Regions from separate parts of the Mus musculus genome. Here region 2 is linked to region 1. A link is a contact called in public HiChIP or PLAC-seq data. All regions are on one chromosome and are shown on one strand. The core of a region is the stretch at or near the end of the contact, and the rest is flanking DNA. Distances in the headings are between cores, read along the strand shown.

Evidence for each region. HiChIP or PLAC-seq counts read pairs in DNA pulled down with a chosen protein or histone mark.
Region 2: an H3K27ac HiChIP or PLAC-seq map of embryonic stem cells shows a contact between it and region 1, with 5 read pairs. The contact joins two enhancer-like sites.

Annotation. Positions count from the first base shown.
Region 1 is chr13:5,544,893-5,551,936 of GRCm38.p6, forward strand. No RefSeq gene overlaps it. Among named protein-coding and RNA genes, the nearest start is that of Gm40661, 5.0 kb to the right of the region's middle. Within about 2 kb of position 4,504, at least 39 of the 459 cell types and tissues checked have an H3K27ac peak or open chromatin away from gene starts, as enhancers often do. A contact at or near this core is called in embryonic stem cells, where this site is marked.
Region 2 is chr13:5,725,651-5,733,374 of GRCm38.p6, forward strand. No RefSeq gene overlaps it. Among named protein-coding and RNA genes, the nearest start is that of Gm35330, 4.9 kb to the left of the region's middle. Within about 2 kb of position 3,996, at least 27 of the 459 cell types and tissues checked have an H3K27ac peak or open chromatin away from gene starts, as enhancers often do. A contact at or near this core is called in embryonic stem cells, where this site is marked.

The sequences.
Region 1 (7,044 bases), core at 3,254-5,753:
ATGGAGTTGGGGCTGTTAAGCTTTATGGATAGAGTATGATGAAATCTTTTAATACTGATGGCCTTGGACCTAACAAGAAGAATATTTCTTGACCCACAGGGAAAAAAAAATCAGGAAAAAAGCAAACATATTTAGATCAGTCTCAAGGGCAAGATCTCTTCAACCTTGCTGCTACACATTCCACCAGATTTAATGGAATTGAAAAAAATACATACTTCGTATAATATGATAAAAATACAAATTTAAATTAGAGAATTGGGATGAAGTGACAGTTCAACTTATTTTAAAGTTGTCTAGTACCCTTCCTTCTTAGCATACTGTCACCCTTGGCAATCTCTGTCCCTCTCCCACTTTTGATGACTCACATGAGTGCCTCATTTTATGATATCGAATCATATCCTTACTTATTACTCTGACTTGTTACATAGTCATTGGTATGTCAATTATATACAAGGAGTGCTAGAGCCAGCTCTACCTTCTTTCTGCTTTTATTTTGATATCTCCCAGGTGGGCAAGTGTTTAAATGTACCAAAAATATTTATCAAGTAATCGGAATGATTCACTTCTTTATTTTTCTTGATTTACAAATACATGTAAGGCTCCAACTAAAATGAAACTATCATCTTTTAAATTGCAAGAAAAACAAACTGATAGATAAATTACAGTGAAATGTAATGAAAAATGTTTCAAATGCCTCTGATGTATGTATACATGGAAAGCATAGGAACACAGGAAGTCCAGTGCTCCCTAAAGAATATTTCAAAGCCTATTATCATGCCTTATGCTGAATAAATTCAAATTCACAAATAACACTAATGCTGGGCTTGTTGCCAAGTAACTATGGCAAGAAAGCTAGCCATGCCTTCCTGTCTGTCTGAGATACATGGTAGAAGCAAAGCTCATAAAAAATTGGAGTATGGGTTGCATTGTTGTAAAGCAACTTAGGCTTAGAATTATATCTCTTGATATGCACAGATATAGAAATTTACTTCTCAGGAAACTTAATTTCAGGGTTGGTAAAACTGAAAATGCAATTCATACCATCAATACCAGTGAGTTGTCATAGCAATCAAAGGGTAATGTATACAAACTATGTAGTACAACATATGGTACATTGAATGTTGTTAACAGTGGTAATTGAGGGGATTTTTTGTTATAATTAATGATTTAAGTATACAGGAATATTTATAGTTCTTTTGCATATATGTATGCATCATGTTATATGCTTATGCATTTGTATGTGTGTGAACACAAATGAATGCATATGAAGGCCAGAGTTAATGTTGTGTGTTGTCTATACGCCTCTCCAAATTTTTTCCCGAGTCAGCATCTTTAGTTAAAGCACCCACTCACTTACTAAGCAAGTCAAGCTAGCCAATATGCTTTACTCTTTCCTGTCAGTGCCCCTCAAGCTCTGGGATTACATTTAGGGGACCATGCCTAGACAGCCAGACCTTTTGTGTGTGCTGGGCATCCAAACTCTAGTCCTCACATTGCCCAGCAAATGTGTTATCCACTGAGCAATCTTGCCAGCCTATTTTTTATACTGTAAGGAAATATGACTCCACGTAAAAAGTTTTCAAATAAGACCTTTCTAGCAAACCCTCTCATTGAACCAATGAGTAAAACATCAAACAACTTAACTGGGATAAGTAAACCAAGATATATTAAAGCTAAAATACATTTACAACTATGTTATTGCTGCTTCCTCATTTAGAAAGATGTCAAGCAAGTAGGCAGTTGATAATGATCAAATATAAAACTGACTTTTGTAGGCCATGGGTGGAAATAAATTGCCTTAAGAGAGTTTTCTTTCATGACCATAAAATCTCACAATTGCTAGTAGATATTGCAAAATGTCAGCCTAGCCCATGTTTGTGAAAGCTCTTGAAATGATCAATGCAATATCAAGGGGAAAGCCAAGAGGGTGGAAGAGGGTCATTGCACATCCCCTCTCTGGCAAGCACCCATATCAAAAACCCGTTTGTCTGAGCCAGCTGTCCCCACTCTGCTAATAATGCCAATATACAACAAGAGTTGCAGAGGGCTGACAGGGCATGAAATAAGGCAGTTTCTTTGGAATCCCTGAGTCAGAGCTCTGCCTACCTCAACTACACCCTTAACACACCCAGAACAAAATCTTCCAACACAGGCCCTGCTCATAAAATTTACTCAAACAGACACAGGAGAGCCCTTTCTGCCTGGCAAGAATATGCAGTTCAAACAAAGCCAACCTCATTTCTACTATCTTCCTTCAAAGCTCTAATGCTTATCACTTGGCCCCCTGCCTAAAATGCTGTGAATTTCCATGAGGATATTTTAACACTAGGTATCAGAATCAATCACACGGAAGACATCTGCTATTTGTCAGCTGCCATTCTCTTGCAGGTTTCTCTTCTGAATGTTAATGACAAATGGCACTAGTGGCTATAAAACCCTGGTCCCTTGTCAGTAAAGATACCTGAACTTTATCATGTTTCCACACCTAGCCTTCCTCAGAACGCTTTCTGTTAAAATATAGCTTCAGTGCTTCTGTGTTTGGGTGTGCTTTTATATATATATATATGTATATATATATATACTCACAGATGTGTAGATGTGTGAATCTGTATGTCTAGAGGCTGGGGGTTCAACCTTGGGTGTCATTACATAAGTGCTATCCACCCTGGGTTTTTGTTGTTGTTGTTGTTGTTTCTTTTGGGGGTTTATCCATTGAGCTAGAGTTTGCTAATTAGAGCCACACTGGCTATCCAGAAAGCCTCAAGAGATCCACCTATTTGACTCCCAATACATTATAACAAACTCAAGCCCACATGGCTAACCTTTTACAAGACTTCTTGCAGTCTAATCATCGGTTCAGATATAAATTTGAATATGAAAACTTATAATCTTGATCCACAGCATTGTACTTTAAACTATTTTCTAGTAAGTGATATATCAAAAAAAAATGAAAATGAGATTTTCATAGAAAGAATTGAAGATAAATTAAGTAACACTCTGAAAATCTAAATTTTTCCACCTTAATGTTTTATATGTGCTATTCTTTTACAAGTGTTCTGATTATTAATTTTTATGACTTTAGCATAACAAAAAAACGTTCCTAATAGAATTGAAAGTGCAAACACCTTACATCTTAAAGGCAAGGCTGTTTTCCAGGAATAGCTCAGCAATTAAAGACGCCAGAAGCCAATGCTGATGATCTCAGTTCAACCCTCAGGACCCAACATGCAAGGATATGATTGACTTTTAAAAACCGTCCCTTGATCCCTACGCGTGTGTTCTCTCTCTCTCTCTCTCTCTCTCTCTCTCTCTCTCTCTCTCTCTCTCTCACACACACACACACACACACACACACACCAATAAAATTTAAGTTTATATTTATCATTGTTCTGCATAAGAAGATATTAAGCACACATTATTTTTCTCTGATATAAGGGAGATGATGGATCAGGTAAAACTTAGGAAGATGACGATGACACCACTTATGACTGATTTCATTTCACTGAATTCTATGCCCCTAAGCTATCAATTTATAACTCGGAATTTACATGTCAGTAAAATGGGGATAATATTATGTATCTTAGTACTTTATAATATAAATTATATACAATGTAATAATAGACTGCTCTGGTCTGGCTAGTATTCTTGTGTAGTTCTAGGTTGAAGATTTAATTCTTAGTATATCAGAGCATGACTTAATGTGGACCCAGAGAGCTAATGAAGATTTTTAAAAAGGCATTAGAGTGGGACCCTAAGCCAATACACCTAGTGCCTTTATTAAAAGGATGTTAGGAAAAAGTTGTACATAGAGGGATGATCAGGTAAGAATAGAAGGAAAAGATTGCAATGGGCATATCCAAAAAGGGTCCTTGCTCATAGATAATGTGGTACTTCCAGCATCTAGAACTGTAAGAAGTTTATGTTGTCAAAATAACCCAATCTGAGCTTTGGGTTCTTTTTAGACCCCATTGGAGTATTAGTATATAACTATATGCAAACTAGGTACTCTGCAGTCTACAAAGGCTGCTTACCAATTATCAGCAGTTCCTCCTGTGTAGCAAAGGACAATGGGCAAAGCAGCAATGAGAGACTTTATCACTCAGCTAATTACTAACATTCTTTACTTCCTGCTTGTTCTAGTGCCTCAAACAGTCTCATTTAAGTTCCTTGTTTCCATGGATGTTTTCTTATTATTACCTCCAGGTATTTTTCTTCAATGTTCATTCTTTTAATTAGGAGGAAGAACATACAAATATGAAATGAAGTGCGAATTACAAATTATGCAAAATTCTGACCCAGTGGATTAAGAAATCAACAATATCATCAAAGCATAAACAAGCATGGGAGTAATTAAAATGAAACTTGACTGTCACAGAAACCAGTTTATAGACCTTGGTAAATGATTTTACAGGAAGAGACTTTCGCTCACGCAGACACACATTAAGCACTTATGATCGGCTTGTAAACTTTCCAGTTCTATGAGTCAGGGCTTAGGACCTCAAGGTAAAACGAAACACCTCCCAGGAACTAACCAGGCCAAATACTGCATAACTTTCAGGCCAGATGTGTTCAGGGTGCTATAACCATTGACTTCTGAGCTCTGTTTATAATATTCTAGTTGAGACAAGCACTACACTATGATTGTTGAAATTCAAAGACCAAGTGCTGCTTCTGTGTATGACTCCAAGTACGAACCTGATTGTGGTAATGAAGAAATGAGAGAAGACAGGTGTTTGAACAGAAAGCTGGGATCCTATAGAGCAGGCTCTCTGAGAAACCCCCATACCCCACAAGCACAGCATGTGTAAAGTAGAACAGTAAGACAACCAGTTGACTGCATACAACTGATCAAGGTGATAGATTTATTTCTGTACAGAAAAGTAATGAGGCAGAGTTGATGGTGTCCAGCTGACATGAGGAGAGAGGTTTACCTAAGCTCAGTAGTAGCGATCTCTGTAGAGGAGCGGTCTTCAGGCTGAAAATATTCGCAGGACTAAAGCTATGGTGGACATTTTCCGCACAGTATTAGCATACACACATGGACCACAAGGTGCAGAGTCCAGCATGGCCCTGGTGGGGACAAAGTGACATGGTGACATCGTTCCTGCCCCAGGACAGCGCCCCGGTATAAGCCTCCTGGAATCTAGATGGGCACTGTGGGCATAAGGCTTGTTTGTGTAATAATTTACATATTTCACATTCCTCCAAGAAATGTCCTCTGTGTTAATTTTAATGACTCCTTGATGATCAGCCAACAGGAGACCAGGAGGTGAAGGTGTGGCTAAAGTCTCAGCAAAATGGTGAAGTCTGGGACCTTCAAGACAACCCTTAAGGCTATGGGAAAGAGCTCTAGATACCGGAGTTTGAAAATATATAATTTCTCAACTATGCAAAATATAAGAATGCAATATGAATTATGAGGGGCTTCATGAATCTAAAGGAACAAAGGCAGCTGCACTAGGAGCCAGCTTGTCAGAAAGATACAAAGGCAGGCAGATTGAATTCAAGGTCAGCCTGGGACACATAAAGGTGAGGCCCAGGTGTGGTAGAAATGGTAATTTCAGGGAAGAGACCCACCCAACTACTTAATCCTTTGTGTTTAACAAAGGAAGACTGATCTTTGAATTCTTTTGCAGCCTTTGGAAAAAAAAAATGTTTGCTTGCTTTCACTTCTGAATCCAGATGCTGATTCATAGAATAATCTAAAGTAAACCTGGAGTAAATGACTGGGTTGATAATGTAAAATAAAAGACAAGACCTGTGTTCTGCAGGAGGTGAGCTATTCAGAGAACTTTTTAGGAAAAAAAACAGAAAACTGCTTGGAGAACTGACAAAGAGACAGGTGCGCACGCGCACACACACACACACACACACACACACACACACACACACAAGGAAGCAGGACATGGACAGAGAGATCTCTTAGAATAGCAAGCAAGCAGAATATAGACAGAGAAATCTCCAGAGAGAAAGCAGAACGTAGAAAGCAGACTGGAAAAGTTGTATCAAACAGAAGACCAGTGGTCAGCTTGGAACCACCAATTGACTTTGAGACTTTGAGTCCTTCTTTTCGCTGCTCCCAGATACCCTGTACTTACTGGATGGTTTTGTTTGCCAATTTGACACAAGCTGGAGTTATCACAGAGAAAAGAGCCTCCCTTGAGTAAATGCCTCCTTGAGATTCAGCTGTAAGGCATTTTCTCAATTAGTGATCAAGGTGGGAAAGCCCATTATGGGTGGGGCCATCCCTGGGCAGGTAGTCCTGGTTTCTATAAAAAAGCAGGCTGAACAAGCCAGGGGAAGCAAGCAGCACCCCTCTGTGGCCTCTGTATCAGCTCCTGCCTCCAAATTCCTGCCCTGTGAGTCCCAGACCTGACCTCCTTTGGTGATGAACAGCAGTGTGAAAGTGTAAGCTGAATAAACCCTTTCCTCCCCAAATTGCCTCTTGGTCATGATGTTTTGTACAAGAATACAAACCCTGACTAAGACACGCCCCTTCTCTCAGAACCTCCTCCATGCTGAGGCTGGTCCTTGGCAACAAGGGAAGTCTGCCCGTTCCCCTCCACACTGAGGCTTTGGGATCCGTGACATACTATGCCGATGTCAAGGATATACATGCACTGAGGACTGCACACACTCAGGGCTTCCTTCACACCCCACACCTAGAATTAAGCAAGGAAGAATGAATTCAGACCAGGCCAGATCTCTTTTTACTTCCTTCTATGGTGTTAAATTTCTGTGAGAGACAAAGAGTTAATTATTAACCAAATTTCAAACTAGAAAGATATAGATATGAATATGTAATATGACTTCCATAAGTTCCTGAGACTTCATTAAAGCGTTCATATCTCATATGTTTGTACACAACTATCACTTTTTAATAGAGAGGTAGTTCCTTCATTTAGAAAACGTTATTCCCAACAAATACATTTTTCCAAATAAAGGTATATAATGTATACATAAACATCATACACATATATTTATATATGCATGCACACACAAATTTATTTCTTTAAATTACATATGTGTGTACACATGAAGGTT
Region 2 (7,724 bases), core at 2,746-5,245, 180 kb after region 1:
TGGGAGGAGGAAGACAGAGACCTGTGTTCTACCATGCCACACTGTGCAGGTGAGAAAAATGCCCATGGACCTGCCCTCCTACCCACAGGGCACTGATTTTTTTTCATGAGTAATTTTGTCTTTTTCTCATGCATGAGCTGGGTCCTGTTAGAGGCGCAATCCTATCTTGATGGAATCTAGTTTGTCTGCTTTGTTTCTCTGCTTGAGGAGAAAAAGGAACACAGTGAGGAGGGTAAAGTCAATGGAGTTAGAGGGGGCATGCTCCTAAAGGCTAACACTTTGAAGAAGCACAGGAAAGTGAATTTCTTGAAGAAAGTTGGTTGACAATTTCTCATTAATAGCTAAAGATCAAAAATAGACTATAAGAAGGAAAACATGAAGAAAAGAGAGACTAAGTATTTACTTGAGTATAGTACAACTTATCAGAGAATAACTGTAGGCCTGAGTCCAATGTGCTAAGTAGAAGGAATATACTCCCTCAGTTACTTCCTTTCTATACGTTCCTCAAGCATCCGCTAGGGATGACTTTGTTTGCTCTTCTGGGTCTTGGCCAATGCATTCAACTTCCCTTTTTCCTATTTAGATACAAGTAAAAGAGTCTGCAATGGCTGTGTTCTCACGAAATCCTGAATAAGCAAGCAAAGCATGATGATATCAGGGACAGGGTCTATACAAACTGACACCATGCCATGTCACGTCTCAGAATAATGATTTCAAACATCTCCTATAAACAAATAACAGCACTAAGATGGATACTAATTTCCCATGACCTTTAAAAATAACAACTTCTCAACTTCTGGGGCCTGATCATCTTCTACTTGTTTCAGTAAAAATGGGAAGCAGCTTTGTGTAAATATAAGGATACACTTGTGAGTCATGATGGCCAGTCACAAGTGTCCTATCCATCTCTCCATAGTTAAATATCTATAAATCCACCTATGACCCACGGTGAAGAAATATTAGCCCTGCAAGTGGTCAGAACTGGCAAGAAAGTATGAAATATCTTTGCCTGAGGCTCTGGAAGCATAAAGCAATAGTCCTTTTAAACTGATGAAGAAATCACACTTAATACATTTAGTCAGTGTTATATGGATTAACATTCTGTGATTCATACAGATTAAATTCCAGTAACATGGCTGACCCTCTACAGCTAGCTCTTTGACTCAGAGAAAGGCCCACTACTAGAGTAACCACATTACAAAGCCCAAATGCTTCTCTTTTTGATCTATTCTAGATTAAGTTGCATTTCTATCACATAGCTCCAAGACCCCCAATTAGCACCCTGTGATTTTTTTTTATGAAACAGCATGTTGTATAAATCACATAATAACAAAAACTACAGGCAATTTTCACAGAAGGTCAATATCAGTCATGCAAAAAGGACTCTTATCCATTTACCACTTCTTAAATTCACGCACACAGGAAACCAGTGCCCTGTTTTCTGAAATATCTTTGAGTTCTTGTGTGGGTGGGAGGGGTCTTCTAATTAAATCATTACACAGTTTAATTAAAATGCCAGAAACACATTGATTTGTCAAGAAGTCAATGTGCATTTTAAAGCATTAATTTTTTTAATTAGACTGAAATTCTAGAGAGTTTTCTTTTCTTAACTAAAAAAAAAATTAGCATGGGATCTCCATATTTGTTGTGTGGAACTATCATGTTCTATAAGTCATTGGTGTCATCTAGACCCATGGATACTGTGACATTCAGAATAATGTGTGAGGTTTTGTTGTCTGTTTCTTTGGGTGGTTGGTTCTGTGATGTTTTGTTTGTTTGGTGCTTGCTGCTGTTGTGTTCACGTCACATTATTGTTTTGAGACAGGATCTCATGCATCCCAACTTGGCCTCCTACTTACCCTGGAACTGACAATGACACAGAAGCTCAGAGACTGACCTCCTAGCCTTTAGCACCAGACAGATGGGCTTACAGGTATGTCCCACCATGCCCAGGTTGATGCCAACACTGAGTAGCACTTTAGCCTCACAGAAACAGGAGTTTGTTCCATATAGAAGGGAAAAACTTTCAACCTATTTCAAGTGAAGGTTTGTAAAGTACAATCCCAGAAGGTAAGGTCTATTTGGGAGCTCCTACGAACCTCTTGGTGCAAAAGGCTGTGGACAAAGCTAAAAGCTCTCACCAGAAGCTAACAAATAGGCAAGTGCAGTCAGAAAAGGAGAATGTAGGGGTTATGTTAATAGAGGAAAGCAAGGTCTTACCTAGATAAGAGATATGAAAGAGCTTGCACGCACACAGGTATATATATATATATATATATATATATATATATATATATATATATGGCAGGGTTGGTTAAAATCATTAGGATTAAATTATCTATAAATATTGTTGGGCCATTTCATACATCAACCATGGCTCAATAACCCCAACAGATGATTGAACACATGGACATGTGCATACGACCCAGATTCCAAGGAGGATAAGACAGCTTTAGACGGGGATATTTATATCTAAAATGACTCATTGTACAGAAAAATATCCAACAAGACAAAAAAAAAAAAAAGGAAGAGACCTTATAAGCAGGACATTAATTTTGTTGTATAATGGTCTCAGGTAGTAATAAGGAAGTGATTTAGTAATCATTATTAAAACAAAGTAGAGAATCGCTCCAGGCAATGTCAGGAGATGCGGCTACATTTCACTTTAAAAACACTTTCTTGCACTCAGAATTCTTTGAGATGAGAAGCCATCTGTGAAACTGCTTGCAGCTAAGTGGGAGTCTTTAAACAGCTTATCTTTTGATAATGCTTGTTAATCTAGCATAGCAAAGAATTTCTTTATAATATTATATATGTACATACATATGTGTATATATATATATACTTTTGCATATTTAGATCTTAAAAGTTGGAGAAGCATGAATTTATAAACAGCATTTCAAAAGAGAAAATTTAGTAATATATTTGATTAATACATAGGTTTCTTTTTCTAGAACTCCTGAGAAGAATTGAGTTATGACCAGGAGTGGTAGCACACACCTGTAATCCTAGCACTTCGTAGGCAAACGTAGGAGGATCTCTATGCACTTGAGGCCATTCTGAATGACATTATAAAACCCAGTCTCAAAAACAAAACATCAGAGGATTAAGTTACACGCTGTTCCCTATACCTATTTACTAATGTGTGCGTACAGATACAGATAAACATATGTATTCAGAAAGTTCCTGCTGCACATGTATGCAATGCAGATTGGTAAGCAGGGTTACTACAAATGTCATTTACATATTCTGTGTGAAACTCCATTCTGGCAGCCTGATAATAGCCAAGCTTCCAAAGCTTAAGTATATTCTCAGAGTGACCCAGTTCACTCAATCACTCCCCAGATACAATGAGAGGCTACTGAAGGGTCCCAGACTATAGCGGATTTGAAGTCTTTGTCCTTATTTCAGGATACCTTTGTTCCAATAACAATAGGTGACATCCCACATAATACAGTGCCATTTGTACAACTGCCTGCTGAAACTTCCTGTTTAGAATGAGGCAGAGGGATTTCTGAAAAGCCCAGGGAGGTTAGTGAGAAAGAAAGACAAACAATGCTGCTATTTCCAGGATTTTCTCTCATTGGAAATGTAACTAAATGTTTAGAAGTCAAGGGAAAGAACAGCGTTTCAAAGGAGAAACCAACATCATTAGGACAGAATTTATACAAGTGTGAATTAAGCATGCTACTCAGAAGCTAGGCATGCATTCTGAGACAAATTCATTCAAGGACTATGTGTAGATCACATAGTATCCTGCTAAGTTAGCTTGAGATTGAAAGTTAGGAATAAAAGTTGTAGTTTTCCAAAGATCACTATGTATAAAAATAGCAGACAATGTTACCTCAATATTTTGTTGTGATCATAAAAAGAGAAAGTGTATTAATATATGTTCTATCAGGGTGTGGGGGAAGGGGATGCCTCTGTGGGCCCATGCCAAAGGCATCCCTTCCTCCTGAGGGACCGACCAGCCACATGGACGGTATAGCATGGAACAGAGTTTATTCAGGGCATGGGGAGGGGAGTAAATAGAGTAGCAGAGGCAGAGAAAGGCAGAGACAAGGAGAGTAGAGAAGCAGAGGCCGGCCAAGACCACATGAAGAGAGGGGGTAAGGGAATAGGGAAAGAGGGGGCAAGAGGCAAAAGAGTAAGAGAACAAGGGAGTAAGAGAGCGAGGAGAGGGCAAGCAGCCTCTCTTATAGTGGGCCAGGCCTACCTGAGTGTTGCCAGGTAACTGTGGGGAGGAGCATATAACTGTGTGGGTAGAGTTCAGACAGAGTTCCAACATTCACCCATTTTGGTTTAATTAAAAAAAGAAAGAACTAGAAAGTGGTGATGACGAAGCAGGGATAGGGTTGTTGTAATATCTAGCTGCTTCACGCTGATGTTGGAGGGATGTGTCTCTGGGGAACCTAGAGGGATGGGTAAGGAGGATGTATGTCTAGTCTTAGGAGAGTTGGCTGTTTCCCTGTTGTCCGGGCCATGTGGAGCCATCTGAGAATAGGTCAGAAAGAACAGGTCCAGTAAGAAGCATCCAGGCCTTACCAAAACATCCCTAGGGCCATGTCAGGCCCATGCCAAGGCATCCCTTCCCCCTGATGGACCAGCCCCATGACAGTATGGTATTGAATAGAGTTTATTCAGAATATGGGGAGGGGAGTTAAGAGGGTAGTAGAGCCAGAGAAAAGCAGAGAGAAAAAGAGAGTAGAGAAGTAGAGGCCACCCATGACCATGGAGGGGGAGGGGGCAGGGGGGGAAGGGAATGGGGAGAGAAGCAAGAGTGAGAGACTAAAAGTAAGAGAGACTCGAGAAAGAGGAGGGGGCAAGCAGCCCCTTTTATAGTGGGCCAGGCCTACCTGGCTGGTAGCTGTGGGGGTGGAGTCCAGACAGAGTACCAACAGTTCTGTCCCTTTCCCCCTCCTTTCCCTTCAAAACAGTCTAAGCTGGCTTCTAACCTAGTGTGTAGTCAGGATTGACCTTGAAGTGCTGATCTTCCTGTCTATTGCTGAGATGACAAGTGTACCCCATGCCACCCTGTGGGAGTGGTGCTGGGGAAGCTACACCCCAAAACCATATTTTTGAAAATTCATTTCATACCTTATTTTTAGCATTTCTAAACTTGTTTTAAAAGACAGCAAAGCATATTCTTTCTTTTTTTGTTAACGTGAGTGGTTTTGTGTGTGTGTGTGTGTGTGTGTGTGTGTGTGTGTGTGTGTACAGACAACTTCACAAATCAGAATAGGAGTTTAGGTCCCCTGGAGCTAAAGTGTCAGGTAGTTATGGGATCTCCAAGGGATTGTGGGTTCAAGGAACCATGCTCAAGATTTCTGACAGAGGAACAGGTAGTATAATAAGCTTATTCACGCCTCTCACCACAATGTAGCTTCTTAACAAAGCATTGTTAAAGAATAATGCACTGGATCTAAAAAGATACAATGTACAGAATGATTCCTTAGTCTTTTAGTCTCCTGCTGGAAAGAAACTCAACAGATAATTTCAGGAGATGGATCCACACATGGACTGGAAGTACTATAAAATAACAGTTATTTCATTATTCTATACCCATGAGACATAGAACATGGAATTCTGCTTCATTTTGCTTTCTAGTTGTTAGATGGCAGATGGAGATAGTTGATAGCTAGTCTTGGAAAGTGGAAAAAGGTCAATATATAGGACATATTATGTTCTTGCCCCTTAGAAGTGAGAAACAGGGCAAAAGAGTTTTAAATGTCCACTGAAAGCTGATGTGTTGATCCTCAAAGCAACAGTGCTTAGGGGTGGGCCTTTGGGAATGTGATCTTATTGTGAGGGGTCTTCCATCATGGATAGATTAATCCATTTATGGACTCATAACTTAATGGGCATGCATTCTTGGTCTTGTGACTAATGTCAAATATAATTTAGTAAACTATTGGTGATGATAGAAACTATAGAAGATAGAACCTAGTTGGAAGAAAAGTATTACTGGTGCATAGCCTGGATGGGTATATCTTGCCTGCTTCTCTGCCTTTCCTTCTCTATATCCCTCTCCCAATCCCTTTCTTTTCTGGTTGTCATGAGATAATTTTCTAAGATGTTCTGTCCAACAAAGTCCCAGAAGCAATGAAGCCAGGTAACCTGGGGCTGAAGTGTGTGATGCTGATCCAGTTGCATTTTTCTTCCTACCCTTTAAGTTTTAAAACCGTTTGTAGTGGAGAGTTTGCTAACATTCCCATCTTTATTCTCTCTGTAATCTTGGGTTTTGGTAAAACTTGAAAATATTGGAGTACTTCCAAGATAATTTTCCAACAGAATCAACAGAATTTTAGAACAGGTAAATAATTGTGGATGATAACAAGTACCCTATAGCAAAAGCGTGACTCTGACGTGGGTCTTGGTTTTATATGGAAAGCAAACAAACCTCAACAGTGGTTAGTTGGTGCAATGTAAATAAGTGAAAATACTAATCTGCATCAATTTTATTTTAGGAGAGAATACTGTTAAAATGGTGGCCCAAGAAGACAATATAGTTTCAAAAATATGCCTTTAAGAGCTTAATTTATTGAGCAGTTAGTATATGACAATTATTGTCAATATAATCGATCATCCCCATTTTGATCCTTGAAGGGACAAACCAACACTACTTTTATATAATGAATGAGAAAGAATGGAGGCTGTCAAGAGGGTAAAATGCTTGCCCCAAACCACTCAGTGTAGAATGGAAAATCAGTAATAAAACACAGATGGGAAACTCCAGCTCATGCCTTCTCACCATGCTGGACTGCTTCCCAAGAAGGAATTTTCCTCTCAATTGGGATTTCATAAACTGTGGATTCAGAACTTGGAATCAAATCACAGAGCTTCCAGGTAAGGATTATATGGATGGACTTAGGTTACATAAAAGTCCAAAGGTCTAGACCATCTATACCTATATCAAGGCTTCCAAAGAAAACCAAGTATCATCCCTGTCAAGTGTAAGGAGATGCACATGTAGAATTCCTCTCTGAATTTTTTAGTATCTCACCTAAAAAATTAGAATAATATATTGAACACCCAGAATGCTTGAGAAGATGAATTGTATCATCTACGCAAACTGCTTAAGGCACTGCACCAAAAATATGAAATGTTTTATACAGCTAGTACTCTTGTACCCTCCACACTTCCTAAGTGCCAATAATGTGGCAATGCTAGATAGCTCAACACATTAGTAGCTCTCTACTCATGTAATAGTCTCTAACTACAAAAATAAAATCACTGTTTTACGGTATTGACCCCATTCTGTGGTGTAAACTCTCTTATCAGGATCCACTTGATGCTGCCAATGGCTATTGTGGGACAACTAGCACAACAGAAAGTGGTGAATCATACCAAGTAGACACGTCTTACGTTTTCATTCAGTGAACCCCTCCATCTATTATGGTTGACCTAGAGACTCTTCAACCAGTTCATCCATTCATTTGTTTTTAAGTCTACTGCTTATTTAGTCAGTAAAAGGCATTGTTGACCTTGAGTGTAGACTAGTATACAAGATAATTGTCTGCCTTCATGAAGCTTCAATTTCGATGGAAGTTCCATGGCTTAAATATAGCCATGCTCTCCCCCACTACCACCATGCACTTGCATCCAGGCACACATTTAATTAGTAGGTCTCCAAGTTGAGGATATATTTTTGAAGACTAGGGGACATTTAGGAGATGGAATGAGGTTAATGGAAAAAAGGCAAAACGGGCATGTCTGGTTACCTT